Regions from separate parts of the Zea mays genome. Here region 1 is linked to region 2. Evidence: chromatin contacts called from public Hi-C data. All regions are on one chromosome and are shown on one strand. The core of a region is the stretch at or near the end of the contact, and the rest is flanking DNA. Distances in the headings are between cores, read along the strand shown. Region 1 holds the start of LOC100384700 (nuclear cap-binding protein subunit 1). Region 2 holds the start of LOC103634765.

Evidence for each region. Hi-C and Micro-C count contacts between places; a contact is called where the count stands out from the background.
Region 1: a contact with region 2 is called in a Hi-C map of ear, with 3 times the contacts expected there. The contact joins the promoter of LOC100384700 here to the promoter of LOC103634765 in region 2. A contact is called at or near these places in 6 of 25 Hi-C or Micro-C datasets (ear, leaf and tassel) and 2 of 3 datasets of contacts at active chromatin or transcription factors (leaf and seedling).

Annotation. Positions count from the first base shown.
Region 1 is chr1:59,138,882-59,145,944 of Zm-B73-REFERENCE-NAM-5.0, forward strand. It overlaps LOC100384700 (nuclear cap-binding protein subunit 1), which reads left to right and starts at 5,015. Exons shown (of 19, transcript XM_008657372.3): 1 at 5,015-5,318; 2 at 6,370-6,429. The coding sequence starts at 5,232.
Region 2 is chr1:58,825,609-58,832,948 of Zm-B73-REFERENCE-NAM-5.0, forward strand. LOC103634765 reads right to left here and starts at 3,526. Exons shown (of 3, transcript XM_008657354.3): 1 at 3,122-3,526; 2 at 943-1,812. The coding sequence starts at 3,133.

The sequences.
Region 1 (7,063 bases), core at 3,765-6,264, 310 kb after region 2:
CAGGCTTTTAATTGCACCATTTCTCAGACTTGTGTGGAGAGGAGAGAGAAGACGTGGGGAAGGGGAGTGCAAATACACGACGTGCATTTTGGGGAGAGCGATACGGAGTCCGCTGGACTGATGAATAGTGTACTGCACAGTGCAAAAAGAAGATGTGGAGCCTGTTAGAAGCCAAAAAGGCCTCGTGGATGGTCCGGCCCTGAGGCCGGACGGTCCGCGGTCCGGACTGTCCGCGGTGGCAGCGCGGACGGTCCGCGCATGCGCAGGGACAGTTAAGGTTCCTAGTTTCTCGCAGGATTTGTTACCTAAAACCGTGGGATTGACTCGGAAATCAGTTCGAAGCGGATCCAGACCTCCCCCTTTATATAGATGAAGGGCTACGACCGATTAAACCCCCGAACAATCGATCAAATCAAATCTATTCCTCGTTTTTACCTTACGCATTAGGAGTAGTTCTAGTTTAGCCCTAGTTTAGTATTCCAATCCCCAAATTCTCCGCTTCTCTTCGACTCTATGTCGATTAGAGGAGTCTAGGTCGGCCTACCGAGCCTAGACAACCCCTAGGATCTCTCCTCCCCGATGGGGTCCCTCCCGGGAGCGAGATCCAGGCGCCGCCGGCGACCTTTGCCGCCTCTGCGCACGCGCGGACCGTCCGACCATCAGGCAGGGAACGCCAGCCCCTGTACCAGGTCGCGGACTGTCCGGCCTCTGGCCGCGGACCGTCCGCGCCTCTGCAGAGGGCACCGCCACCGGTTCTCACGCAGTGTTTGGCACCCGAAAAGGTGTCAACATACTTTTGGCGACTCCGCTGGGGACTAGGTGTCTAGACCTGCTAAAAATCGACCCATAGATGGCCGGTTCTAAGGATCACGCCAAGATCTCCACCACCAACATCATCAAGCCGGCCATGGAGGCGCTCCCGGCTGATGACCAAAGACCCTTTGAAGACCTTGTACTACGCGATGAGAAGGAGGTGATGCGGCAATGGAACGAACAACGCGATAAGGAAGAGGCGGAACTGCTGCATAAACTCTCCGAACGACGCAAGGAGGCGGCGGAAAAGTACTTGTCACACTTCACGGTGGATCGCCACTAGAAGATCATCTGTCAAGGGGAGATCGATATGGAATCTCTCCTACCTCCACTTCAGGGTCCCGCTGTAAGTACTCCAGATCTATCTCTTACGACTTTCATGGATCAACGAGGAGATCAGTTAAAGCAATATATAGATGAATCTATTAAAATGCATCTACGTGAATACGAGAAATCAGGTGCTCCTAACTTTCCATCGTGAGAGTCTAATACAGAGCCACCCGCATCAAACACATCGGCTATAAACGGGTCACCCTTGACCCAGCCATCATATGGTATGCAGATGCACGCTTTCGTGTCACCATCACAGCTGCAACCACTAGGCACGCGACAGGTACTGGACGCGGCCGGACCGTCCGAGCATCATCTCAGACAGTCCGGTTATACCGCGGACCGTTCGGCGTATTTCGCCGGACCGTCCGACCCGATGCAGGCCCGCACACAAAACGCTCAGGTCGCACCGTACATGGCCGGACCATCAAGGTACAACCCCGAACAATTCGGCCCCATCACGGACCGTCCGGTGCATCACGCCGGACCGTCTGGATATGTTGCGGACCGTCCGCCATCTTACGTCGGACCGTCCAGATATGGCATGAACCGACCGACGTATTACGCTGGACCATCCGACTCTACACGAGTCCACGCGCAGACTGCCCAAGTCGCGCCATATATGACTGATCCGTCCGGGTACAACCCTGGACCATTCGGCTCGATCGCGGACCGTCCAGTTCTTTACGACAGACGGTCTGGGTACGAGACTACCCATTTAGCACCATATACGACTGGTCAATCCGGATATACCTTCGGACCGTTTGGACAGGTCGCGGACCATCCGACCTCTTACGCTGGACCATCCGGATATGCGTACGCAGAGCCGAGAGCTGCACAATACGCACAGTTTCCACATTCATCGCAGCAACATTATGGTGCCCCACCAGCAACACATTATAATCATACCATACCACCTCATGGACATAGGGCTGAATACTGTTCGGCCACAAGAGAGCCTGAGAGGTATAGGGCAGGAGCTGGTGACATTAATAGGACACCTAACACACACCTCAAACATCCCTTGGAGGAAAGCCGACCGAGTGATGTTAGGCAACCTGAGATTTACACCCACAAACTCAATGGATGGTCGCCAGACATGGCGGAGAGGATCAAAGACGAAGTAGCTGGGGTGTTCAGGGACAAACTCGGTGTTAGTGTGTCAGGTACATGGCAATCATATCGAAAGCCTTATAGCCACCGATTCGACACCGTGCCGTATCCACAGGGAACTAGAATACCAGACTTCTCTAAATTTTCTGGTGAAGGTGGAAAAAGCACACACGAACGTATAAGCCAATTCATAGCACACTTGGGAGAATTGGCTGATGGGGAAGCCTACCGCGTTCGTTTATTCTCGTTGTCCCTTACTGATACTGCATTCGCATGGTACACAGCCTTGCCACCAAACTTTATTAACTCATGGGAAGAATTAGAGCAGAAATTTTTCATGAACACTTTTTCTCAGGAGCACATGAATTAGAATTGGCTGACTTAGCCTCAGTCCGACAGGGCCTGAAGAATCGATTAATGACTATATCCGGAGGTTCCGGGACACTAGAAACCGATGCTTTTAGATCCATGTCGCAGAAAAACAACTAACAGGGTTGGCTTTCAATGGGTTGCGACCCTACTTAAAAGAAAAATTAGATGGCACCCAATTCTTTTCGCTAGTACACTTGCACCAGCGGGCTATGACCTGTGAAAGCCGAAGTAAGGAAACATCAAAATCGGCTAACTATAAGATGCATCTAGTGGCATACGATAATTCGGACGATGAATCCACGGATGTATACACCGCCAAACTAGTTTGGCCAGGATAGGCTAAACCTTCCGCATGTTCTGCTTTACACTCGATTCGAAAGAATCGACAAGAAGAAGTTAAGTTTACTTTTAATGTTACCAAATGTGATAAAATATTTGACGAGTTACTAAAAAACGGCAACATTAAATTAACTCATACTATTCCTCCTTCTGATGAACTAAAGAGGCGTGCTTATTGTAAGTGACATAATTCATTTTCTCATGCCACCAATGATTGTAATAATTTTCGTCGACAGATACAATCGGCCATAAATGAGGGCCGATTGGCTTTTCAGGAGATGCAAGTAGACACACAACCTTTTTCTGTTAATACAATAGAACTCACATGCAAAAAGGTCTTGGTTCGGCCCAAAATGGCCGATAAAGGCAAAGGCAAGGGCATCGTCATTGACGATCCTCGCATGTCAATTATATCACAAAAGGAGATTGCTCAAAAGGCTTCAGGCGAGAAGGCTAAAAGGTTCGAAGACGCCGGGGGCAGGCACAATTAATGAACCAAACACATCAGCCTAGCCCGAGCATCGCAGATGGTCCGGCACCTACGTGCGGACGGACCGGTGCTCAGACAAACGGTCCGGCTAACTCAGCCGGACAGTCCAGCTATGACCAAAGGCGTCAGCCTCTACACGAAGCAAGGAAAAAGACGCAAGGTCAAAGCACATATAGTCGGCTGATCAAAGCCGACCCTACTTTTGATCAGTTGCTCTCCAAAAATGCTAGCAAAAAGACTGTTCCACGTGATCGGTCAACAAAGAAACCTCGGTCACCTGCTAAAACGAAACGGCCGAACAAAACGGCCCAAAAGGCGACGCGACAAGCATCGCCTGTTCATCCTATGAGACCAGGGTATTTTCCACCCGTTTATTCATCATCGCTATATTGTTCTACTCAAATGTGGAACGACACGACGATAAATCCATGGTACATGTATAGTCCCTTTGTCTATCCAGACTGGGGGCACCTCCATTCTATTCATTCTGATGCATTGATCAAATGGTCGTGGCCGAGAAAGATACAATCCAAAACGACCTTTATACATTGGTGCTTCATTGAATGATCTCTATTTTGAAAAGCCGGTGACTTACATCAGGTTTAGTACATATGCTTTTGGTTCGTCAATCTTCACCAAAAGGCAGGGGCATGTGTTAGAAGCCAAAAAGGCCTCGCGGACGGTCCGGCCCTGAGGCTGTACGGTCCGCGGTGGCGGCGTGGACGGTCCAGGCGTGCGCAGAGACAATTAGGGTTCCTAGTTTCTCGCGGGATTTGTTACCTAAAACCGTGGAATTGACTCGAAAATCTGTTCGAAGCGGATCCAGACCTCCCCTTTATATAGATGAAGGGCTACGGCCGATTGAACCCCCGAACAATCGATCAAATCAAATCTATTCCTCGTTTTTACCTTACGCATTAGAGTAGTTCTAGTTTAGCCCTAGTTTAGTATTCCAATCCCCAAATCAACTTCTCTTCGACTCTACGTCGATTAGAGGAGTCTAGGTCGGCCTGCCGAGCCTATAACCCCTAGGATCTCTTCTTCCCGACGGAATCCCTCCCGGGAGCGAGATCTAGGCGCCGCCGGCGACCTTCGCCGCCCCTGCGTACGCGCGGACCGTCCGACCGTCAGGCAGGGAACGCTAGCCCCTGTACCAGGTCGCGGACTGTCCGGCCCCTGGCCGCGGACCGTCCGCGCCTCTGTAGAAGACACCGCCACCGGTTCTCACGCAGTGTTTGGCGCCCAAAAAGGTGTCAACAGAGCCGCATACAGAGGCGCTGGAGTTGGTCTTAGAGCCGCCGCTGCTTTTAGACACCCGAACATACAGTTCAATATTCGCTTGATTGGTTGGGTGGGCACGCGCGCACAGGCGCGCACTATCCTGGCCGGCTGCATACGTATATTTTAAGCGTATCTCCGGATGCAGTCAAAATCACTTATTTTGCATCTACTCATGCGGTACACGTCTCGAGTATACAATCAACCAAACAGAAACTCATATAAAGTCAATGCATACGGTGGCTCAGTGCTACATGGTGCGGGTAACCAAACGGATAGTATATGTATTGTACATGTCGTGGAGTAAAAAGTTAGCGGCACCGAGTGAACCAAAAACAGTCTCTTATATGTATCTCAACTCGCGCCGCACCAGAAACGAAAAACCTGCGACACGAACCAAAACCCTCCTCTCCCTCAGTCCCTCTCGAGCCTCGATCCGCCTCCGCCCCACGCACCCGACATCGCTCGCTACGCCCACTTCATCGCCGCGGGCGCAATGAGCGCGGGCTGGAGGACGCTGTTGCTGCGCATCGGCGATAGATGCGCCGAGTATGGGGGCTCCGCCGACCACAAGGAACACATCGTGAGAGCCCCTTCCTCTTCCCATACTGTTTCCCCCCTCTGCTCTCCTTGCTCTCGGAACCCTAGGTTATCCGAGCGGCGATTTATAGTTGGGGATATGAGCTTAGCTTGGAGCGCTTGGTGTTTGGTTGCCGTTGCTGTTGGTCAGAGTGGGTGGGGAGCTAAAAACCGTAGTTACTCGCACAGCCGCACAGGAGCCTGAGACCTAGGTTTTAGTATTATTGGACTGCTGCAGTTTGTGCTGGTTAAAAAAAATGTTTGTATGCTTGTACTAAATGCTGCCAGAACAAAAATACTGGTAGATCACTTTACTTTTAGATTTTGATAGAAACTACGCTTTGGAATTGCGATGCAGCCATTTTCCTGATTGTTTGTGGTATCCAGACCTTACCTTGGGTTTTGCTTATTTCTTCTAAGTATCAGAACCTCAGGCTTGTGACTCTTTGTTGGATGTGGTATATGTAATATTGCTGTTTGATCTAACTAGATTTTATCATGTAGACAAATTATCACGTTTTAACGGTTCTGTCAGGAAATAAAATCTGAATGGAAATTATTATTATTTTGTGCTTACCCACCTGAAAGTTCGCACATCTGTTAGTGCAGCCAGTGCAGCATCCCCCCCCCCCCCCCCCAAAAAAAAAAAACGAAATGGAATAGTTTGTAAATCCTAGATATACAAATCTGGCTTCATGGTCATGGATTGTTGTGCTTCTGTTGAAACTTTTGTAAGTGAATCAGCGATTTTAGTCGATGGCAACAAATGTCCCATAAGGTCTTAACTTTTAAGTGCAACAAGTAGAGTTCTTATGATGTCATTTTTGTTGTGCAGTTTAATTAAATGATTTCACCAGCAAAGAATGGACATGATATAAGTAGGGTACAAAATAAAGGTGCATAACTAATTTCTGCACACATAGTTAGAACAGTGCTCCATATTGTGTATTTACACACTATCATATATTTGTTTCAATGTATGAATATGGATGATATGGTTATATGATTTGTGTAATTTATCTTAAACATGTTCTTATCAAACATTTGCTTCATAGGAAACTTGTTATGGTGTACTATCCCGAGAATATGAACACTCCAGAGATGCAATATTTGAGGTAAGTATGCAGCAGTCGAGCCTGTTCATATATTATTGTTCCTATTTGCTAATCTGGGCATTTTTGCAAATATTATAACAAGTAATTCTAACTGGGCTGCTTCCAGATGTAGTCCATTAGCTAATCCAAAATTTGAATTTTACAAAGTAACTAAGATCCTGGTTGTCCAGATTACGACAAGCCTGTAGCTTTTCCCTTAATCGATCAGATCATATCATATGATTAAGAATGTGCAACAGAACCCTTTTGCTGTCGATGATATAAATGAGCTTCAATTTATTTTCACGTCCATAACTATATACCAAGCCTTTTTGCCACATTTGCAAGCCACACCGTCGCTCTGAAGGCTAGCAACTCACATGCCACCTGTAGGTTGGTCTGTTGTGCTGGCATGATGACACCGGTTCCTAACACTGGTGTGAAATAAAAGTAAACGGCAAAAGATATGTTTATGTGAACGCAATCAATGCATTGCTTATACTTAGTATTTTCTGCAAATGATACCAGTATACATGGTATATTGCGCAAACTTATTCTTAGTCTGCTGGAATTTGCAAGTAATTCTTTAAATAGATAAAAATTAAAGATTAACCCCATGTCCCCACATGCTTATTTTATTTCAATTTGTCTGCAA
Region 2 (7,340 bases), core at 2,276-4,775:
CTGTGCAACTAAACTATACACATTAATTGTGTTTGGATAATCACAACTTAATCGTACAGTTATCATCACTGTTCTTAAGGCGTCGCCTAGGCGTCCAGGCGGTGGTCTAACGCCTAGGCGCCTTGCCTGCCTACCCTAGGCGCCGCCTAGGCGTCCAGGCAGTGGTCCAACACCTTGGACCGCCTTACCGCTTTAAAAACCATGGTTATCATGGATACAACAGTTTCAAGAAATGGGTAGTAATGAACACTTCTTCACAAAAATGATATCAAAACAGAGAATCACAATGACCAAATGCACGCCTAACAACTTCATTTTCCATTCTGATATTTATAATTCTTCACAAAATTGATATCAAAACAGAGAATCACAATGGCCAAATGCACGCCTACCACAGATTCATCTTTCCAGTCTGATGTTATAATCATAATTCATATATCTGGGTCTTCTATAGACCTTTGTTTCTTCTTAATATATAATGAGGCGCAGTTCTCCTACGCTTTTCGAGAAAAAGAAGTCCTTGAAAGCAAGATATGAAAGCATTTTGCTATGGATGTATTTGAGAGAGAAAAAGTTTGCCATTGAGCACCAGACCAATCAAATATGCTTGGATAACCCTTCGTATGTGAGTTTGGATTATCAGCTCTGCTTGCCTCACCACACCAGACAAGGACAGCCAAAACAAGGGATGAAATGACTGAAAATGGAAAAATATAAATGGTGCAAATCAAATGTAAAAATGTTACTATGAGAAATATGTGTTTGCTTTATAGAACAATAGGAATATTTAGGATGTCATATGTAACAAGAGAAACTACAAAGAAAATTAAAATTTTAAAATAACAAGAATAATTCCATATTCAACCAAGTCAAATTAATCAGTGAACAACAATGGAATGACAAAAGAATCATTTTTTCCCTACCAGTGCCAATGAAACATACCTCAATTAACGAATCATGAGCTTCTTTAGGGATTTTAGATTTCAGACGTGAAATTAGCTCCTGCTGTCGCCATCCTTGAAAAATGCGTTCCCCAAGAATGCATTTCCTAGTTTTTGCCTTTCTACAGTCCGACCATCTTTTGTATGTATCTCTTCTGTAGAACTTCCCATAGTAGTATGCAAGCACATCACCAACAGTCTTTGTACCCAGAAACCTGCTCAGCAGGTTGAGATTCTTGCCAAAAATGTAGAGCCCAAGGAGAAATACCTCTGCCTCAAGATCACTCCAAAGAGCAACGGGTGAATAAGGTAGAGGACTTAATTGTTTGGTTTCTCTCTGCTGCATTATTGAATTATTGGTAACATTCTGTCCTTCTTGAGTGGGGCAAGGGACCATTTTTTCATCGTATGCTTGATTACTGTCAGATTTAATTTGAACTACAGGCACTACTGTATGTGGATACTGGAATGTTGCAGCACATATGCCAGTGTCATTGCTAGTTGCACAAGTTGAGGTCACCTGACTGTGCACATCTCCAGTGCTGCCTTTTGTTCCAAATTCTGAACATTTTTGCGTTTGTAGTACCTCTTCCGTCTTATCAACTTCGCTTGGTGATGCCCACGTAATTGGTAAAGCTAACCCAACCACAACAGGGTAACCATAGCCATGGAATATGGAATCATTATGTGAACTGGCCATGAGCTTACGGCACTCATCCTCTGTAGCAAGATTGGGGATTTCTGCCTGGTGCTCACTTCCAATGCATGGACATACAAGCGAGTCATCATATACCACATCTGAAGCAAGAGAAGCTTCTGATGAAGGTTGGTGGTCTCCATTGTCTTCAAAATCGAGTGATTCAGACTCCATCTATCACAATTATAACAAAAAAAGTGCAATTGTAAAGATCCATTACAATAGTCAACAATACAAGAACATGTGCATCGTCATTAGGAATAATGAGATTTGTTATTTACTCTAGAAAAACTAGGAGCATGCACATGGAAATCTTCTTCCTTTTTTTTTCAGAATTCATGTGAGTTAGCATGCATCCCTATGATGCATAATGGTTGTAGCATTGAAATAAGTTATCTGCAACAAGAAGGAAACCAACAGTAGTAATTTACTACCGTTGCACTGAAAGTGAGCATATGAAGTACATATATAGATGTTGCTATACCTAGCTATATCCTGTACAAGTCTCTGTATAATAATTAAAACCTAGCATAATATCACCGAACAGAAGATTAAGGGTGGAAATGTTTTCAGAAAAGGAGTTGACTTTCCTGGCTATTAGTTGCAATCTTACTGTGGAATAAACAGTAGAATGCAATAAGGTTTGCTGCAATGCAAGAAATTGTACTAGAGAAAACAATACCACAACAACTCTAGGGTCATCAAAATGGTATGCTATCAGTCCCAACAGAAAATTTGCGTAACAGCTAGCTCTTGCAGGCAGCAAATGAAGTCAATGCCTGTCATGTATAAGATCCATCATCGAGGGGCTATCGATAAACATAGGTCTCAAGTGTAAAGTGGGTCGGTAAAGAAACAGAAAAACGACTTGGAGGATTGAATCACTCCACAGACCACAAGCAGTGCAAAACAATTTAACAGCACCAAGGCATCAAGCTCAAGCACTGCACCATCACGAACAGAACCTATAGTCCAACATGCTGTGCAGCTCCTCACCGTCACCGTGAGCCGACAACAGCCAGAGCCACTAGATCAAGCAAACCAAGTAATTCCAGAGTCACCAACCAAGCCACGAATTGTATCCAGCTAATATATCTCAGGCCAGGCACCACCACAATCGTACCCACGACTGCGAATCCTGATGACACCGTGGAAAACAAGCAACCGACCACCAGCAACGGAAAGGAGAAACCGAGCACAGGCTCGCGGCCAAGAGACACGGCCGACCAAATCAACCCCGACCCAGCACGCAAGAACGCACGCCCACGGGCACGAAGCACGGATACGAGCCTAGAGAAACACGACGGGAGCGCGTGATCACCGACGAAATCCCCATGGCCGAACCCAGGAGCGCGCCCCAAGGCAACAACCCCATCGCATAACGAGGAACAGCGCGACGCGCCACCAAACGAGAGCAGCGCGGCCCCCCGAGCGAGAGCACTAACGAATGCGAGATTAGAGGGAACAGGACAGACGAGCAAACCTTAGCCTCCATGCACGCCGCGCTGGCGGCTCCTCCCCCAGGCTCCGGCCACGAGGAGCCCTCCGGCCTCCCGGACGAGAAACAGACGCCCCCGACCGGTAGCGAGAATCTGAACCGGACGGTAGGAGCGGCGAGATTCACCGACGGTTTGCGGGAGGGAAGAACACGGAGCAGCGCGCCGCAGGGTGGAGCGAGTGGAGAGTACGGCGAGGCCGAGGACCGGTCGCGGGGCGGTGGTGGGTTGGAGTGTAGAGAGGGAGAGAGGAGGCGGAGACGGGGCTGGAGAGGGGGTGCTCGGGCTTTAAAGACAAAGGAGAAGGGAGGAAGACAAGAGAGAACGGTGACAGGGAGAGACACAGAAATTGGTGGTGTGGTGGTCTCGCGGCGCGGTAGACCGGTGGAAAATGGACCGGGCCAGGCTTGGTCCGCCTGTATTGGATTTGGAACGAAAACGAGGCCACTGGGATTGGTTTGGCCAGCAGATCTGTATAAAAAAATACTACTAGTCGGTTGTTCATGCGTTGTCACGCTTACAACAATACTTATATAAACTATCCATCAAAAAATTCAAGATTTTTTATTGATGGTCTTCGCTCTTCGTATAATATTTTTTTGATTTGGCTAACTGATATTATTGTTTACTCCATCCAATATGTATTGATACAACACGGCCAATAAAGTGAACGATTAGAAGAGAGTTCATAATGACTTAAAATGACATAATTCCACCATACAGAGACCAAATAAGAGAAAGTTTGTGAGCTTAAGTTTCTAAAATAAGTCACATGAACTCAAATTTATAAAAAAAGATAGATCAAAATATGGAATGATTGCTAAAGTAATGCATCAATAAAAACTGGATGCGCTCCATATAAATTATGCTACTTCGTAGCAATTATTAACGTTTAAAACCAACAAATAACCTTTCATTTTACTGTTAGTGTGCCAAATCATTGTTGCTCCATCCAATTCAGCAACCTCAAACACTATGGAGTCCATTGCGCCAATGTGGTCTTAGAAATGACCTAATATTTGCAAGAGCCAAGAACGTCGTGCTATGCTTGGGCTGTAGCATCGGCCTATAGTGCTGGCTTGGTCCGACACAATTATATATTTTTTATTTAAAAAAAACATATATACATATATACAATTTATATTCAATATTAAAAACATCTGAGGATGATGTTCTACTGGTTAGACAGCTTCACCCAGTGTCTCCCGCCCTTCTTCTATCAGGGAATGGGTTCGAACCTGAAAGGGAAATGTGCCCTTGGGCCATTTCTAAGTATTTTGGTGATTGAGTGCAAACACAAGGGCCTAAATGTGAATTTATGTACATGGATGAACAAGGTGAAAATCATGAAGTAAAGGTATGTTTCTAAGCCTTAGTACATTGGTTTTAAGTACTAATATATTTGTCTAAGTGTTAGAAACAGAAAGAAGAAGAATAGAGAAAAGGAGAAGGGACTTGGCTGTGTGCTGCCAAGACCCAGCTCGGTCTGGAGCACCGGACTGTCCGGTGTGCACCGGACAGTGTCCGGTGCGCCAGGCTGGCGCGACTCGAACTGGCCGCTCTCGGGAAATTGGCCGGCGGCGTACGGCTAAAATTCACCGGACTGTCCGGTGTGCACCGGACTGTCCGGTGAGCCAACGGTCGGCCAGGGCCAACGGTCGGCCGCGCAATCCGCGCGGGACACGTGGCCGAGGCAACGGTCGGAAGACGGCACCGGACTGTCCGGTGTGCACCGGACATGTCCGGTGCGCCAACAGCGCCAGATCTGCCAACGGTCTGCAACGGTCGTCTTCGCCGTTTAAGGAAACAAATCGGGCACCGGACAGTGTCCGGTGTGCACCGGACTGTCCGGTGCCCCCGACGACAGAAGGCAAGGATGGCCTTCCGGATTTGCTCTCAACGGCTCCTAGCTGCCTTGGGGCTATAAAAGGAGCCCCTAGGCGCATGGAGGAGACACACAAGCAACCTTTGAGCATTCTTGATCATCCACACTAAGTCTCTGCGCATTCGTTTGTGTTTCTAAGTGATTCGAGCTCTGTTCTAAGTGAGAACTCTGAGATAGTCTTGTGAGCTCGATTCTTGGCCGTGTGTGTGCGCTTTTGCTGTGGATTTGTGTGTGTTGCTTCCCTCCCTTACTCTGTGTTTCATTTGTGATCATATACTTGTAAGGGCAAGAGACTCCAATTTGTGGAGATTCCTTGCAAACGGGATAGTGAAAGGAAAACAAAACATTGTGGTATTCAAGTGGGTCTTTGGACCGCTTGAGAGGGGTTGATTGCAACCCTCGTCCGTTGGGACACCACAACGTGGAGTAGGCAAGCATTGGTCTTGGCCGAACCACGGGATAAAACCACTGTGTCACTCTGTGCCTGATTCTCTTGTGGTACTGTGTTTTGTTGAGACTGTTGAGACTTCACCTTAGCCACTTGGCAATAATCGTGCTAACACTTAACAAGTTTTTGTGGCTTAAGTTTGAAGTTTTTACAGGATCACCTATTCACCCCCCCCCTCTAGGTGCTCTCAATTGGTATCAGAGCCGTTCTCTTCAAGAAAGGGACTAACCGCCCGAAGAGATGGATCCTAAGGGGAAGGGAATTGTGATCAACGACAAGGAGAAGGAGTCCTTCGTCAACGAGCCAAGGGATGACAAGTCCAATGACTCGGGCTCGGGCCACAAGCGAAGAGATGGGAAGAAGAAGAAGACAAGACGCATCAAGGAGATCGTCTACTACGACAGCGATGAGTCCTCTTCTTCCCAAAAGGACGACGACTACGACAAACAAAGGAAACCGGTTAATTCTAACTTTTCTTTTGACTACTCTCGTATTCCGCATAGTTCAAATTCACATTTGCTTTCCATTCCACTCGGCAAGCCCCCACACTTTGATGGGGAGGACTACGGATTTTGGAGCCACAAAATGCGTAGTCACCTATTCTCTCTCCATCCTAGTATATGGGAGATTGTAGAGAGTGGAATGCATTTTGATAGTTCGGATAGTCCCATGTTCATTAATGAACAAATTCATAAGAATGCACAAGCTACTACTGTTCTTCTAGCTTCCTTGTGCAGGAATGAATACCATAAGGTGAGCGGCTTGGATAACGCCAAGCAAATCTGGGACACCCTCAAGATTTCTCATGAGGGGAACGACGTCACCTTACTCACCAAGATGGAGTTGGTGGAGGGCGAGCTTGGACGGTTCGCAATGATAAGGGGCGAGGAGCCAACGCAAACATACAATCGGCTCAAGACTCTTATCAACAAGATAAGAAGCTACGGGAGCACGCGATGGACGGACCACGACGTCGTCCGCCTAATGCTAAGGTCATTTACCGTTCTTGATCCTCACTTGGTGAACAATATACGTGAAAATCCCAGGTACACCAAGATGTCGCCCGAAGAAGTTCTTGGGAAATTTGTTAGCGGGCGAATGATGATCAAGGAGGCGAGATATGTGGACGACGCCTTGAATGGTCCGATCAACGAGCCGCAACCTCTCGCTCTCAAGGCAACACGAAGCAAGGAGGCGCTACCTAGCAAGGTGGCGCAAATTGAGGCGGCCGGTCTTAATGAAGAAGAAATGGCCCTCATTATCAAGAGATTCAAGACGGTGCTAAAGGGTCGCAATGGACAGCCGAGCAAGACTAAGACCAAGGGGAAGCGATCATGCTTCAAATGCGGTAAGCTTGGTCATTTTATTGCTAACTGTCCTGATAATGATAGTGACCAGGAAAAGGGGAACAAGAGGGAAAAGAAGAAGCATTACAAGAAGGCAAAGGGCGAGGCGCATCTAGGCAAGGAGTGGGACTCGGATTGCTCCTCGTCCGACTCCGACAATGAAGGACTCGCCGCCACCGCCTTCAACAAATCAACCCTCTTCCCCAACGAGCGTCACACATGCCTTATGGCAAGAGAGAAGAAGGTATGTACTCGCAACTCTACCTATGCTTCTTCAAGTGAGGACGAATCTAGTGATGAGGATGAAGTAGATTATTCATGTTTGTTCAAGGGCTTAGATAGATCTAAGATAGACAAAATTAATGAATTAATTGATGCCTTGAATGAAAAGAATATACTTTTAGAAAAGCAAGAGGATTTGTTGTATGAAGAGCATGATAAATTTGTTGAGGCACAAAAATCCTATGCTTTAGAAGTTAAGAGAAATGAAATGCTTTCTTTTGAACTATCCACTTGTCATGAAACCA